Linked DNA regions of Anas platyrhynchos: region 2 is linked to region 1. The links are chromatin contacts, called in public Hi-C maps. All regions are on one chromosome and are shown on one strand. Each heading gives the region's core, a stretch centred on a gene start, on an enhancer-like site or on the middle of the called end of the contact. The rest is flanking DNA. Distances are from core to core; before and after follow the strand shown.

Region 1 (7,103 bases), core at 2,448-4,947:
CTTTCAAAAGAAATCGTGGTTTACTCCATGTGCTGCTCTCAGAGTCAGAAAAGCTGCTTACTCACTAAGATACAAGAGTGCCGTTCACCAAAGGGCTGCCTTCAGTTGACAAAAATCCATTTGAAATGTTTTCAGTTAGGTAACACTGAGCAGGAACTCCATAACTTACACAATTCTTGTTAAGTCTTGTTAAGACCTGTGACTGGTCACTGCAGGATCACTCTGCCAGGTACCACAGAAACCTCCAGGTGCCTCTGATGACAGCATCATGGTTGGGGTAGGCATAGGAGGGGCTCCAGATAGCTTGTGACATGACTGAAAGGACATTTTTTGGCAAGCACTGGAAAATTTCCTTCAAGAAAGAGAAGACTGCTTTAATCCTAGAAGACTCAACACCCTAAACAAAGAGGGAATGTGCCCCAGGAGTAGTCCACCTGAACCCACACATCTAAGTGAAGTCTGAGCCGTGATGGGTGAACGCATCCTCTAGAGGAATGCGAAGACTTCGCCTTCCTGGTTGGGTCAGAATCAAGTGGGAAGAACTTGCCTTGAGGAAGAAAGTCTTTTGCTGCCACTGAATTGGGGATTGCAACATAAGTAACAAATAATAATAAAAAAAATCAGAGGGTTGATAATTAACATCCCTCAGCTGTTCATCACTGCTGTGCTAGTCAATATTCTAGTCAAAATAAATTTAGGCATGATTGTAAACAGAGGTTAGGGTATGATTCAGTCGACCAGCCAAATCACTTTTCACATTTGTACATAGGAATGTTCATTTAAAGCTTTCTTCTAAAAAAAATCCCATACAACAATCAACCCTGAGATAAATTTGGCAATATAGCATCCTGATAATAATGCCTGACTTTAATGCCTAAATTGTTAGTAGGACTCCTATTAAACATTAGGTGGCAGTGTGGGGAAGGTATTGTATGACACAAATTTCTCAGAGTGAATCTGGAAGACAACCTAGAGTCAGAACATCTAGTTGTCACCAAACCTTTATTTTAAAGGACTTCATTTTATTTTTTTAACCTGTGTTTCCTATATCATTATGTTTGCAAGCAGAAAGTACTTTGGGGTTAAAAAATATTTATCACTTCTTTGTACCTCAAATAGGTAAAAACCTTTTCTAAGCAAAACAGTGACCTACATCTTCTACATTTTTTGATGACGTACCAGGAAGACTTCAAGAACAAAATTTAATGGGTCACATTATTAACATTAAACCTATAAAAGTACATTGTCTGCCGTATAGTGGAGATGCTACAGATTAAAAAATATCTTTATGCAGGAAGAAGCCCTTTGTAAACAGAGGTAGTTCAGCACTGACCAGCCTTGGCCTTAGTTTTAGGTGCTTGATGGTGTTCCTCAGCTGATGCATTAAGTCCCTTGGGAGGACAAACTCATGAAAATACATAACCTTAAACTTAAAGGACAGAATGGTCTCCAAGCAAGGAAAGACACAGAAGATCGTCTTTTGAAACACGACATCTAAGCAAGTCATGAGGTACAGTGAACTGTTCTTGCTTTACGGTGCCAACATTTATCAAATAATAATTTACTTTACACACCTGATACAGCTGAAATAAAGTTGTCACAACTGAAAACCAAACATGCTTTCCTGACGTATTTCATTTATTTACTTGTCTCGGCACTTAGATACCAGCGTGAGACCATTACCCTAGAGGAGTGTTCCTTTTCCTTGACCTTATCCTTAAGTAGGCATTGTGGCACCTTTGCCATTAGAACGTACTTCAGCAAGCTCTTAGGGCGAGAGGAGGAATAAAGGCATATGAAAAATTCAGAACAAGAGATTGCAAGCAGGAAAATAGGTTGCTACATAGTGATTACGTGGTCACCACTGGTGATCACAAGTATTAAATATTTTATATTTTAAAACATTTTTAATGTTTACCTTTAAATTATATGGACTGAAGTTTAAACCATTTGTTTCTAATGAAGAAAATATTGTCTTTAGTTTATCTAGTTAGATAAGAAGACTTTGCAGTTAACCCATCTCCATCATTATGTTGTTGCCTGGTTTGTTTCAAAGATTATGAAAACTGAGGAATATGTACAACATAAAGATTTGATTAAGGATTTGTTATAATAGATTTAGAGATGTTAGAAGTCCTGTGAGGTGTGAGCTAGACATTTCGCTAACAATTTATTTTTCTATTTTACGTATCCTAGGATAGATTTGATTCTTGCAAAGTTGTTTTTGATTTTTTTTTTCTGATGACTGCTTATGACCATCTGTGAATTAATCGGCTCTGGCGAGGTGAGCGCGGTTTATGCCATGTCCTGGTCTGAGCAGAAGAGCGGGCTGGCAGCGGGCTCGGGAGCAGCTCCAGCCCTCCAGCTGAGGAGCTGGGTATGCCTGATGGTTGCAGAGACCTACGTGGTGGTGGTTGAAAGGGCTAGTTGACATTACATCCTACTATGGGACAATATTTCTAAGGCCCAGCACCAGCAAATGCTTAATTTCCTTTTGTTTGGATGCAGGCTACAGAAGAGACTAACACACAAAAGATACTAAATGTATTTTTCATCTTGCATTGCTCAAACACAAAAGGACAATGTAACAAATGGCTGTACCTCGCTGCTGCGGGGTATCGCAGAGTTATTTACAGAACCCCATCCACAACATGTTTTTTAAAATGTTATTTTTCTTTATTGTTTTGTACCCCAGCAGAGTTCATTTGTATCAAATAAACATTGAAACACTGAATAAAAAATATTTTTTCTTTGCAATGTGTGATCTGAAAAAAAATGCAGTATGAAAACTTGAAATCTTTCATGTAATTATCCAACTTGGGGCATTATTTACAAAGACACAATTGTGTCTCTCTGTAATCGAATTATCAGTGAAACCGTTTGACTCCACCATGACTCAGACCTCCAGTAGTCACAAGATTTGCTCAGATTTATAAAGATTAGAAAACAAAACTAATGAGAAACATCCACAGTCTCCATCTTTAGGATTACACTGATACCGGAGAAAGGGATTTTGACTGGGAAGGCTCTGAATACGTGGTAGGGGCACATCACCAGTCGGTTGCACGCTCTCTGTCCACTCATCTATGACCAACAGTGGAGTGGGGAGCTGGGCATCAGCTTCTCACAGATAATTAGTGATAGGACTCGAGGGAATGGCCTCAAATTGCACCAGGGGAGCTTTAGGTTGGAAATTTGGGGACATTTCTTCTCAGAAAGAGCAGTCAGGCGTTGGGACGGGTTGCCCAGGGAGGTGGAGGTGTCACCGTCCCTGGGGGTGTTCAAGGAGAGGCTGGACGTGGTGCTTGGGGACGTGGTTTAGTGGTTGGAGCAGATGATCTTGGAGGCCTTTCCCAACCTCTTCAACCTTTATGATTCCGTGATGCCCTGAATTCCTGACGAAGCCGAGGACACACCCGGCTGCTGGGGGGCACGGGGCCGCTGCCGTGAGGGGCAGCACCCGAGGGGCAGCAGCGGGGCTGTGTGTGGGGAGCTGCGGCCCTCAGGGCGTGAAGCGCCGCCCGGGATCCTCCACCTCGGCCCCGCCGCTCCTTTCGCCCATCCCCGTGCTTCGTGTTCACCTCACGGAACCCCACAGGGGGCTCGGAGCCGCCCGGCAGCGGGCAGGCGGCAGGCTCGGGGGCCGCCCCTCAGCCCCCGGAGAGCCGGGCACGGCCGGCGGCCCGAGCGGGAGGCGGCACCGCCCGCTTGAACCGGAACCGCTTGGCGGAGGCCGCCCGGGGCGGCTGCTGCTGCTGCTGCTGCTGCCGCTGCGGCTGCCGCGGTGCCGAGGGGGTGAGGGGGGCCCGCGGGGGCGGAGGAGGAGCGCGGCGGCCCCGCCGCCCGGCGATGGGGCTGTGCCTCGGCCGGCCCTGCGCCGCCCGGCCGCGCAGCAGCGCTTAGCTCGCCCTCCGCTGCCGCAGCCCTCGCCGCGGGGCTGCCGCCTCGGATGACCCAGCGGCGGGAGCCGCCGGCGAGTGCAGCCGCAGGGCGCCGCAGCCGCCGCCTCTCCCCATCCTCCTCCTTGTCCTCCTCCTCCTCCTCCTCCTCGCCCATGGCCGCCCGCCGCCGCCGCTGCTGCTGCTGCTGCTGCTGACCGGCCGCCCCTCGCCTCCTCCCCGGCCGGGGTGGGCTGGAGCCGCGAAGATGGGGAACACCACCTCCTGCTGCGTCTCCTCCAGCCCCAAGCTGCGCAGGAATGCCCACTCCCGGCTGGAGTCCTACCGCCCCGAGGCCGACCTGAGCCGGGAGGACACGGGCTGCAACCTGCAGCACATCAGCGACCGGGAGAACATCGACGGTGAGGGCGGGCGGGCGGGCGGCGAACCCCGGGGGGGCTCCGCTCCGCTCCGCTCCCCCCCCTCGCTCCCCGTCCCCTCGCCCTGCCCGGCCGCGGTGTCCCCGCGTCCCAGCCCCGGCCGTGTGGCGCCGGGGTGCGGTGCCCGAGCCCTGCGGCACCTCAGCGGGGTGCTGGGGGACGCCTGGGCTGGGTTACGCGGAGCCGGGCCTGTCGCGACTGTCGCCTGTCGCGCATATCGCCGGCGGCGGGCAGAAGCCGCAGGGGCTGCTCCCCGGCCCCTCAGAGCAGGAGGAGCTGCACCCCCTCAGGCTGTAGGGGCCCCGGTTACCGGCAGCACTGACCCCACAGCCTCACCTGGGGAAGGTCAGCGGCGTCCCGGGGCAGTGCCCACACCAGGAGGAGCGACTTTGCCCGCCGGGGTTTTTATTTTCGTAGCTGATGTGATGGGGGTTTTAGCACGGTTCTGTGCTAAGCCAGTTCCTGGCACTGGGGAGGTTGTGAAGCCCCTGGTAGCGGATGGGTGCCCGCTCGGGGTAAGGTTATTTCTCCGAATTCTGGAATTCGGTCCTGGAAATCGGAATGTTTTTCAGATGTCTTTGCTGCACGCAGCTGAAAAATCGGAGTGTAAGAGGAGCAGTAGGTGGAAAAAAATACATAATGGTCTGCTCTGAGAAAGTCAGGGAAATGAAAGAAGCAATTGTTGGGCTCTGAATGATGAATTCTGCCAGCAGCAGCGTTGTCCAGCGTAGCAGCGTGCATCTCTATCCATACCGACAGATCCTGCAGTAAAGTTTTTGGTCAGATCAGTGTGGGTTTTGTGCCTCGTTCTTGATGCCTTTTTTTTTTTTTTCCTCCCCTGGATGGGAGAAGGGCATAGGTGAAAATAGTAAGGGCACGTGTGCTTGCTAAGATGTGCATACAATGCAGATAACTTCCTGTAGCTTAGTGATTATATCAAGAAACAATCTGTGTTGGGTGGTTGTTCCGTGTCTTGGACCAAGGCACGTGTCTGCTCTGTCTCTCTTTAAACTGTGGTATGTTTCAATCCTGGGGCGGGATTTTTAGTGTTCTAACAAGTTACGTTTTGTATTAATAATTTTTGAATGTTTGTTGTTGTTGTCTGTTTGTTTTTTGTGTGTGCTTTTGCTTTTTGTCCAAGACTGCTGTTGGTGAAGTGCCATGTTTTCAAATGGGCAAGCTGTCTGATTCTTGAAAAGAGCAAACAATTGCAAGTTTCATTTTTGTGCCTTGCTCTGATCTTGCTGCTCTTTATGGGTAGGGGCCAGGAAATAACTTGTCACTGAGGAGACTGGTGGTCAGTAAATGCCTGTAGACATGAAACAACTGGAGAGAGCTGGGTAAAACAGCTCTTTGGAGTGTGCTTTGTTGCAGAGCTGCTACCCTGGAGTTATCCTCACTGCAGGTCTTTTAGTCAGAGATGGCAGGCTGATTGCTAAGGGTAGTAAGAGGATACCGTGTTTCTGAAATTTTATTTCTTGTTAGACTACCTGTTAGGTTTTCATGGTCAGGTTGCTTGAAGTTGTACAGCACACACATGTTCACAGATGAGTCATGGGGGTGAAAGAAAACTTCTTAACAGGGAGCTATAATGATTTTTTTTAATAATTTTACAATTGCATGAAGATATTTGAACAATGGAAGAACAATAGCCTGCTTATCTCTGTCATGCAGAGAAAATGCTGGATGCTGATTCCTTGATATTACCACAGATCATGAACTATTTCCAGGAGTTTCTCGAATTGCAAGTGTTTGCCAAATGTTCTTTTTTTTTTTTTTTTTAAGCAAGTGATGATAGCAACTGATGCACTGAACGAGAACGTTTCTGACACTTTACTTCATATTTATTTTTCCTGCTGCTCTTCAAATGAGAGCCCATCCATCCAGCCCGGTGCCAGTGACAGAGGCTGCCAGGCACAAGAAGTGCAAATTCACGTCTCTGGCGAGCCTCTGCTCTGCGAGTGCTGCTTCCAGGAGCTGAGCAGTCATGGCATGCAGCAGCTGAGTTAACATGGTTCACGTGGAAGTTGCTTTCATGCTCATGTTCAGCAAAAGTCGTGACACTTTTTTTATTTTGGAGTGGGTAAAGCTGCTTGAATAGAACAGGAACTTTTAAAGCCTTTAAATCACTTGTGGGCCGTTTCTGAGTTCTTAAGAGATGGGTGGTTTTCCTTGTTGCAGACCCTGGTTCTGGGAGTATCAGAGGGAAAGGGGAAAAAGAGGGAGGAGTGACCCAGCTCTAACAATGGTTTAAGTGGAACCGTTAGTGGTGGAAGTGGAACTGCTTGAAGTTTGCCAGTGTTAAATACCTTATAAAGAAACATTTGTCAAATCTGCTTTCAAGGTCATGCCTTTAAATCGTCTCATCTGATTCAACCCAATCCAGTAGCAGCTTTTCAAAGAATGGCTGGTGGAGTTCTGCTTCCTTAGGAATGGTTTTATAGCAAGATATTATCTCTGTGTCAGTGGTACCTTGTCAGAAAATCTCCATTTCTGTAATGCTTCACAACTGTTTATGAAGTGATACCTGAAAGAGAAGGGAATTTTGAAAGAAGATAGAATGGGAGCAATTTATCAAATGACTTATGCCAGAGAATGTTAATGGTGGATTTATCTCTCTTTTACGGTCTTTTATGGTTTTTCCTAAAATTTCTAAAAGGTAACTGACTTCTTTAAGACTCCACACATGCCCAGTTGACTCGATAATGTGTAGTCCTCAGGATGCCTTTTTTTTTGTACAGGCTCATGATAGCAAAGACCACCCAGCAGATTTTGACTTTTCTCT
Region 2 (7,103 bases), core at 2,943-5,442, 160 kb after region 1:
GAATATACTGCAAGGAGATAGAAAAAAGTACATGGATACCAATGCAGATAAGGGGGCTGCCAAAATAGGTGATACTAAAAGAACACATTTTAAATAAATTATGATTATACCAAATAAATTATTATTTTCAATCAAAAGCCTCATCAAGAATAACCCTCCCAAATACTTGGCAGACAACGTGCAGGGTCAAAGAGGGCCAAAGCTGCCAGACCACTGGCTGAGAAAATACTTCTCTACAGAACAATCAAAACTAGAGATTGTATCAGCTTGTACAAAGACATAATAGAGCCTAGAAAGAAAAGTGTAAAACTTGAAGAAACAGCAATTAAAAGATATACCACTGAGAAAATAATGAAATCTTGCAACAGAGCTGTGACTGATGAAAAGAATCATCAGACTGTCTCAGTGGGGCTCAGCTGAAGATGAAGTCACCTATATTTCATGGCCTACCCCTGAGGTAGGTGTCCAACTCCCACAGGTCTCAGAGGTCTGGTCAAATCCCTCCCTGGACTGTCATTCAGCCAACAACCAGCTCCAGTCAGTTGCCCACAAGAAGGTATCCTAGCTTATTGGAGTTACCATAGGGTAACTGGGGTTTTCAGACATAAAATAAAATTATGGGAGACCCTTGATGTTTTGGAGAGGCAGGTAGATGGTGTACAGGAGTCTCCAGGACTCAAATACCACTGAGTGCTTCTGTTTGGGCAACTGGGTTAAGACCCACAAGTTTACTTTAGAGGGAGCTAACTCACTTTCCAGGAACCACCAGCTATGTTACTGACACTATTAACTGCAACAGGAGCTTAGGTAATAGCTTACATTTAAAAACAACAACAACAAAAACATTTAGATATCTATCTGCATTTAGGTATACTAGTCTAGAGCTGAACCTCCAGCCTTCACCAAGCATGGTGCTAGAAGGGAAAAAAAATAAAAAATGAAAAGATAAAAATATCAAGAAACGTTTGAGCGATGATCACAGCTGGAGAAATGTTACTGAAGAGAATGCTACCTTTCTTCAAATGGGATATTGTTTTTGCTCAGCCAAAGAGACAGAGAAAGCAAACTCAGGAGAACAGCATTGCTTTGAGCTGAAATATCATTTGTCAAACATTTTCATAGCAGATTTTTTTAGGAAAAGAACAGAAAAACAAAAACATAGTGGTCATATGTTTCATAGATTTCAAAAGGACATATTGAAAATCTCCTCTGCAACACTCTGAAATCTTACAAAATGCCAGAACAAAATTGACACAAAGTCTAACTTTGACAAGTACAGTCAACATTGACACAGATTGGCAGACTGAGTTCTTGTAATTTTTGTGTGTATTATTGCTAATAACTTACTTGAGAGAAACCATAGTTGCATAAAAAGAAGTGCTGTAGCTCTACAGGAGTATGCTAGGAGTATACTAATTACACAGCTCAACTAATGCTTAAATAAAAACTAAAATATTGTCCAGTGTTGACAGAAAGATATTACCAGGAAAACAGCACATCAGGACCTGCCACCTCAGTAACTGCATCAAAAGACAAGACATTTAGAGGTAGACACAATGCATTATAGGAGGCATTAAATTAAAGTTTGTTCTGACTAGTGTTTGTGACCACTGACTGGAAATGATAAACAGCAGGAGTGTCTTAAAAGCAATTTCTCTTACCTTTCTCAAAGACAGAATATATCACAATGCAAAATAACATATCCTTTTCCAATAGACTGCCATTACCTATATAATACCTTATATCTAAAATCTTCCATAATTTAGTTGGGATAAAACCCATACAAGATCTACAAAAGTTGCTCAGTAAATGTTAATCACTTCCATTTTCCACAGATTTTTCACTATTGGCTTTTGAAACTTACAGGAAATTCTACCAGGAATTATTCTTCATTAAATTATTTTTATGACAGGAATGCATAAATAAATAAATATGTAGTTCTCATTTATCCTGTTTTCCCAAAAGGAATTGCATTTGAAAGCACTGTGTAAATTTATGAGTTAAACCCTAGCTCAAAAAAGTTCAGGAAAACATTTAGGCGTACATTCATTTTAAGCATCTTATAAAATCTTGCTGAAATCAATGGGACTTTGGCATGCACTTAAATAGTCCTTACCACCCTACATGCTTATGATCCACTTCTATTCAAGAAAGCAATCAAGCACAAGTTTCTGAATCGGGATCTAAAGGTATTCTGTGAAAACCATTTCCATTCCAAGCTCTACTAATAAATTAGTTTTTTTGTGATTTTCCTTTTTTTTTTTTTTTTTTTTTTCATTAAGAATGTATAACGTGAATGTGCTTTGCTTCATTTTAAGCTGCAAAGGCCCATTTTATATACTGCTTGTTAAATCAGATTCTAATGATTCTTTCCTTCATGCAAATCTTTCCTCTCATTCATGGATTGTATTTAAATTCTGCTCAGCTTGCATTCATGATGCCTTGTCAGTGATTTGCATTGCTCTGATGCGTTTGCCCTGGTTGCACCCCTCACTCACTTTGGCTTGAGAACATAGAAGCCATAAATAACTCTTTAGCTGCTAAAAACAACACACACAATTCTTGTACACTAATGAGCTAGAGGATGGCAGCAATGAAGCTCCTTGTGGGTCTCTGTGGTTTCCTGATCAGACTGTTCCTAATGCCCTGCTCTATATCCTGGAAAACTGTGGTTTTCCTAAATGCTACAGCCAAAATACCGCTTAACTGGAGTTTAGCAATATATATATATATATATATATATATATATAATTTCAACTTAAAAAATCACAACTGCAAATGTGTGTTGTGGCCAGCAGGTCTGGGGAAAGAAAGCAGAGCTGCTCACGGTGCAGCAGCTGCCCTGCCTGCTCTGCGGCGCGGTGAGGCTGTAGCTCCAGATGGCAGCAATGTACAGGAGCACGGGACGTACCAGAGCTGCAGGGCCCATAGCTGGATGGCAAACGCTCCCCTTCCAAAAAGCCAGATTTAATTTTATCGCTACCCTACACTTGGTCAGAAAGCCAAAGAAAGCATTTTGCTTCATAAGCCAGATTGCTACATTTTCTAATTTACATTGAATGAGACCATTTAGGTGTCAACCACTGAGAAATGATGAGGGTGTCCTGTTTGAGGTACCTTTTGAATCATACCAGTTCCCAGCCTGAAAATGGTCATTTCTAATTGCAGAAGGTATGAAAAGCAGACAGTAGTCATTTTAAAGGTTTATCTTGTGGACAACTTCAAGCAGAAAAAATAATTGAGACTAATGCTTTGTGAAAAACGCTAGGTGTATTCTAGCAATGACAAATCTTTAGTGGAAAGAACATCTAGCTAATATATTTAAAGCATGTATGAAAACATCTAGTATGTCACGTATAATGCAAAAATGTTTGGAAAAGAACCATTTTTCTGCAACACAGTAAAAGAAAAACAGAGAGCGTCCAAATGAAATATTCCAAGTTTCTCCTTTATAGTATATTGGGTTTGACTAGTGAGTAGCCCACATCTTTCTGGCTAAATTTCACTTTTTCTTGGAAGCAATGCTTTACCATAGGACACCATAGCTCTGGCTCCTTGCTGGCTGCCGTGGCAGTCGCTGCTGGGGTCACAGCAACACGTATTGGAGCCGGGTGAGCATGCAGGGGGCTTGGCAGACCCGAGCCAGCCTGGGGGCCCTGCAGCAAGCAGCTCCTGGGGTGTGCTGCCCTCGTAACACACATGGGGCAGGGGAGAAGCATTGGAATTGTTGCAGTTTTGGGCTTTGTGAGAGGAGAAGTTGGGAGAAGGCTGCAAACAGTGCAAGGCGCCTATGGGACCAGGGAACAGAGGAAGGGACAATGTGGTGGAGTGGGTGAAGGTGACAAGGTGATGGGGATGGGGAATGGCACACCAGGAACCAGCGGGCAGGGCTCAGGGACTGGTGCTGTGTGAGGCACATGGGGATGGATGGGCTGTGGGCTCCTCTCGCTGGAGACCTGGGTTTCCACCGGAGCTTCCCCAGCTGCGTGGGGAAGCTTCATAGCACCGACAGGACCAGATCTGAGACCTTCCCGGCCCACAGGGCAGCACAGCAGGCCGGCAGGCAGGAAGCCGACGTTCCCCTCGTCGCCCAGCCGAGGGCGCTGCCGGCCGGCGAGCAGCACCATGGAGGTGCCCCGGCACCCGGCCGACCCGCGGAGGCCGCAGCGGGCCCGGCCCCGGCGGTCAGTCAGTCAGTCAGTCGGTCGGTCTGTCAGTCAGTCGGTCAATCAGTGTGCCAGGAGCGCTGGGCGAGGCAGTGCCCAGCTCTGCTCCACGGCTGCCTGCAAGACTGGGGAGGACGAGTCATTTGTCTGCACACTTAAAGGCGATTTAACATCAGCCTACACCTCACTTAGAGTGGTGGAGCCTAACTCGAGGGCTGCATGCCCTACTGCTTCTTTCCTCTGAGATCCCACCAGTCCGTTTGTGCCGCCTGGGACCCTGCACACACCGTGTACGCGGGGCCGTGGCCTCTCTGTGGTGAGGGCACGCGTGTGAGGATGTGCCTGTGCAACGCAGCGTGACTGGGCACACGGAGTCAGGAAATCCAGGTTCTTCTAGGCTTGGCACATACGCTTCGTTAGCCTGCGATTTTCTCCCAAGAAGAAATTTGGCTATTAATTCACCAGAGATCATGGATAAGAGAGTTGTAGGAGTGAAAAAGTATTATCTCAGCCTTCAAAATGCTTCGTTCAGCATGTGACCTTAGGTGCTAGTTTCTGAAGTGATTTGACTATCCTTAGTCACCATAGATTATGGCTCCACATTTTAATACCAGACACTACTTATTTCCATTCCACCACAGCATTTACAATTTATGATCCTTTCTGCTGAACTAGTGAAATTCATATACCTGATTACAGTAATGATGGGCATTTATAAAAGGCTAAATAAATAGGGCTGTCTGAGCATTTCTAATTGAGTTCTCTTATAGGTAGCCTACAAAGTCATGACCACATGCAGGGATTCTGCCTAGTTTAATATTTCTTCCTTGGACCACCACCTGCACAGCACTTTCCTTATTCTTCTAAGGATCACCCTGTTGTTTTCAGGGTGACCTTTGCGATCCAGCCTCTTTAATTCTGGGAAGAGGTCTGCTGTCTTTTTCAATACCGTCCAATTTTGGTATGCAGGGCAAAAAGAGGAGGAACATGGCCAGGATGGGAAATTGAGAGATTGTTCCTTACTTGCTAGCCTGCTGGGCCAGAAGCTGGGCAGACCATGGTGGGTGGAAGAAGCGTGTACCTAGAGAAACACGGGCCACATGGCTCTGGAAATGGGGGACAGGAGCTGGGCATGCTACAGACAGGTTGTAACAGACACTTTGGAAACTGGCTGTGATTCTAAAAGCTGGTTTGACTGGGTGACACTGAGCTTTCCTCCATCGTGACCTAGACTGTAGGTCAGCTTTCACTCCAAGAGCATCTTTATTTTGTCTTTTTTGAGTGTCCATTATTGCCATTTCACTTTTTTCCCCACATTTGGTGGCCTATGTGTCCCATATAAAATTTTATGCCTTTGTTGGTTAAGAGAGTTAACACAGTAGATTAATTTTTGTACTGAATGCAGTGCTTTGAAATAAGTTTATTATGCTTATATGTATATTATAAGCATATAGCACTATCCCCAGTGTATACCCATAGTGGCCACCCCACCTTCAGATTTCATACCTACACATGTGAGACTTTATAGGACTAGTCAAACACCTTTGAAGAACTCTCTATGATACTTTGATTTTTAAATATTGTGTAAGAAAGAAGGAAAAAAAGATTCTTTGTGTACCAGTCTTAGCCTTCATAGGCCTTTTATTACAGGAACTATAAAAAGTTTCCGAGAATGCCTGGCCACTTTCACATTATTCCAATGTATAAGAATTTCCCAATTCCTCCCTGTCTAAAGTCCCTTCTCTTCCATGCTAACTGCTTATTGAAGCTTCAGGAAAGCTTCCTCAGCACAGAGAAAGCTTTGGAGCAGGTTGCAGGACACTTACATGCAGCTCTGGGGGAATCAGCACTAGGGCCCAGGGGAGGTGTCCCTCCCAAATGCTCTGCAGCACACCTGGGCTGCTCTGCCTCTTTTTAAAATGCCCACAGGCAGCTGGCCTAGCTCCTTTGGAGGCTGCAGGATTATTCAGTCATTACAGCAGGAGGAGGCTAATCCATGGGATTTCCTTTTGAAGCAGGAACACGTAAAGCAGGAAAGGGTCCTGGAAAGAAAAGGAGCACTCAAAAGGTATGCTCCTTAATAGAGAAGAAAAAAAATCCCCAAACATGTTTCTCTGCTAGCTTAGTCACTCTCCTGAATAAAGCAGTTAAACCTTTCTGTGAGCTGCAGGAGGCTCTTAGTTGCCTTCTACACAGCTTTCCAAATGTTGCTGTGCAAGTTGTGCTGTGGAGCCACATCGGTGACAATCAGGCTTCCCCTTGGCTCTCAGGAGCTGGCGTGGGTGCTACCTCTGCCCAGGGGTGAGCCTGTGCCTGGGATGCCTAGGGCAGTCCTGCTCTGCAGGCAAGCGCTTGGGTCACTGGTCTGTTGGGGCTATTTTTAGTGGTTCTCTGGCAGCTTTAGGGAGAAGGCAGTCTATCATCAGACCTTGAAAATTAACATTCAACTCCTACCATCTCATCATGTTTTTGGAGATCTTCATAGGGAAATTGACATCTGATAAGAAGTTATCATAATAATGGGAAGTTCAGTGTAGCTGTGGATTTTTGTTTTCTTGTATACCTAAATGCCTTGCTGTTAGGTGTTTTTGTTTGTGTTTCTCCCCAGACATAGATTTTTATGTTGATTCATAAAAATCTGTACTAGTAAATTAGCTTCTCTAGCACCCTTTCCACATGTTGGTAGTTTAGTGATTTGAATATTATCTAATAATCTTTGTTTAACTTTTGCATTATTGCTCAGTCAATTCCAAATGCCAAAGCAGGCATCTTGCTAACTTGACTAATTTTGGGACTGCTTTCTTGGCTATGGCCACCTACCTGCAGCACCTCTTAGCTGATCCCAGGGTAAGCTGAGCCACAAAGCTACTTCCTATTTATATATATATATATATTTATTATTATTTATTTATTTTTACTAGAAGTGCTTTCATCTCA

Evidence for each region. A called contact is a pair of places that touch in the nucleus more often than the background predicts.
Region 2: a Hi-C map of subcutaneous adipose tissue shows a contact between it and region 1, with 4 times the contacts expected there. The contact joins the enhancer-like site here to the promoter of CCNY in region 1. A contact is called at or near these places in 4 of 8 Hi-C or Micro-C datasets (liver, skeletal muscle and subcutaneous adipose tissue).

Annotation. Positions count from the first base shown.
Region 1 is chr2:145,677,310-145,684,412 of IASCAAS_PekinDuck_T2T, forward strand. CCNY (cyclin Y) reads left to right here and starts at 3,698. Exons shown (of 10, transcript XM_027450481.3): 1 at 3,698-4,300. The coding sequence starts at 4,147.
Region 2 is chr2:145,833,734-145,840,836 of IASCAAS_PekinDuck_T2T, forward strand. No RefSeq gene overlaps it. Among named protein-coding and RNA genes, the nearest start is that of FZD8, 8.9 kb to the right of the region's middle. Within about 2 kb of position 4,193, at least 2 of the 8 cell types and tissues checked have an H3K27ac peak or open chromatin away from gene starts, as enhancers often do. A contact at or near this core is called in subcutaneous adipose tissue, where this site is marked.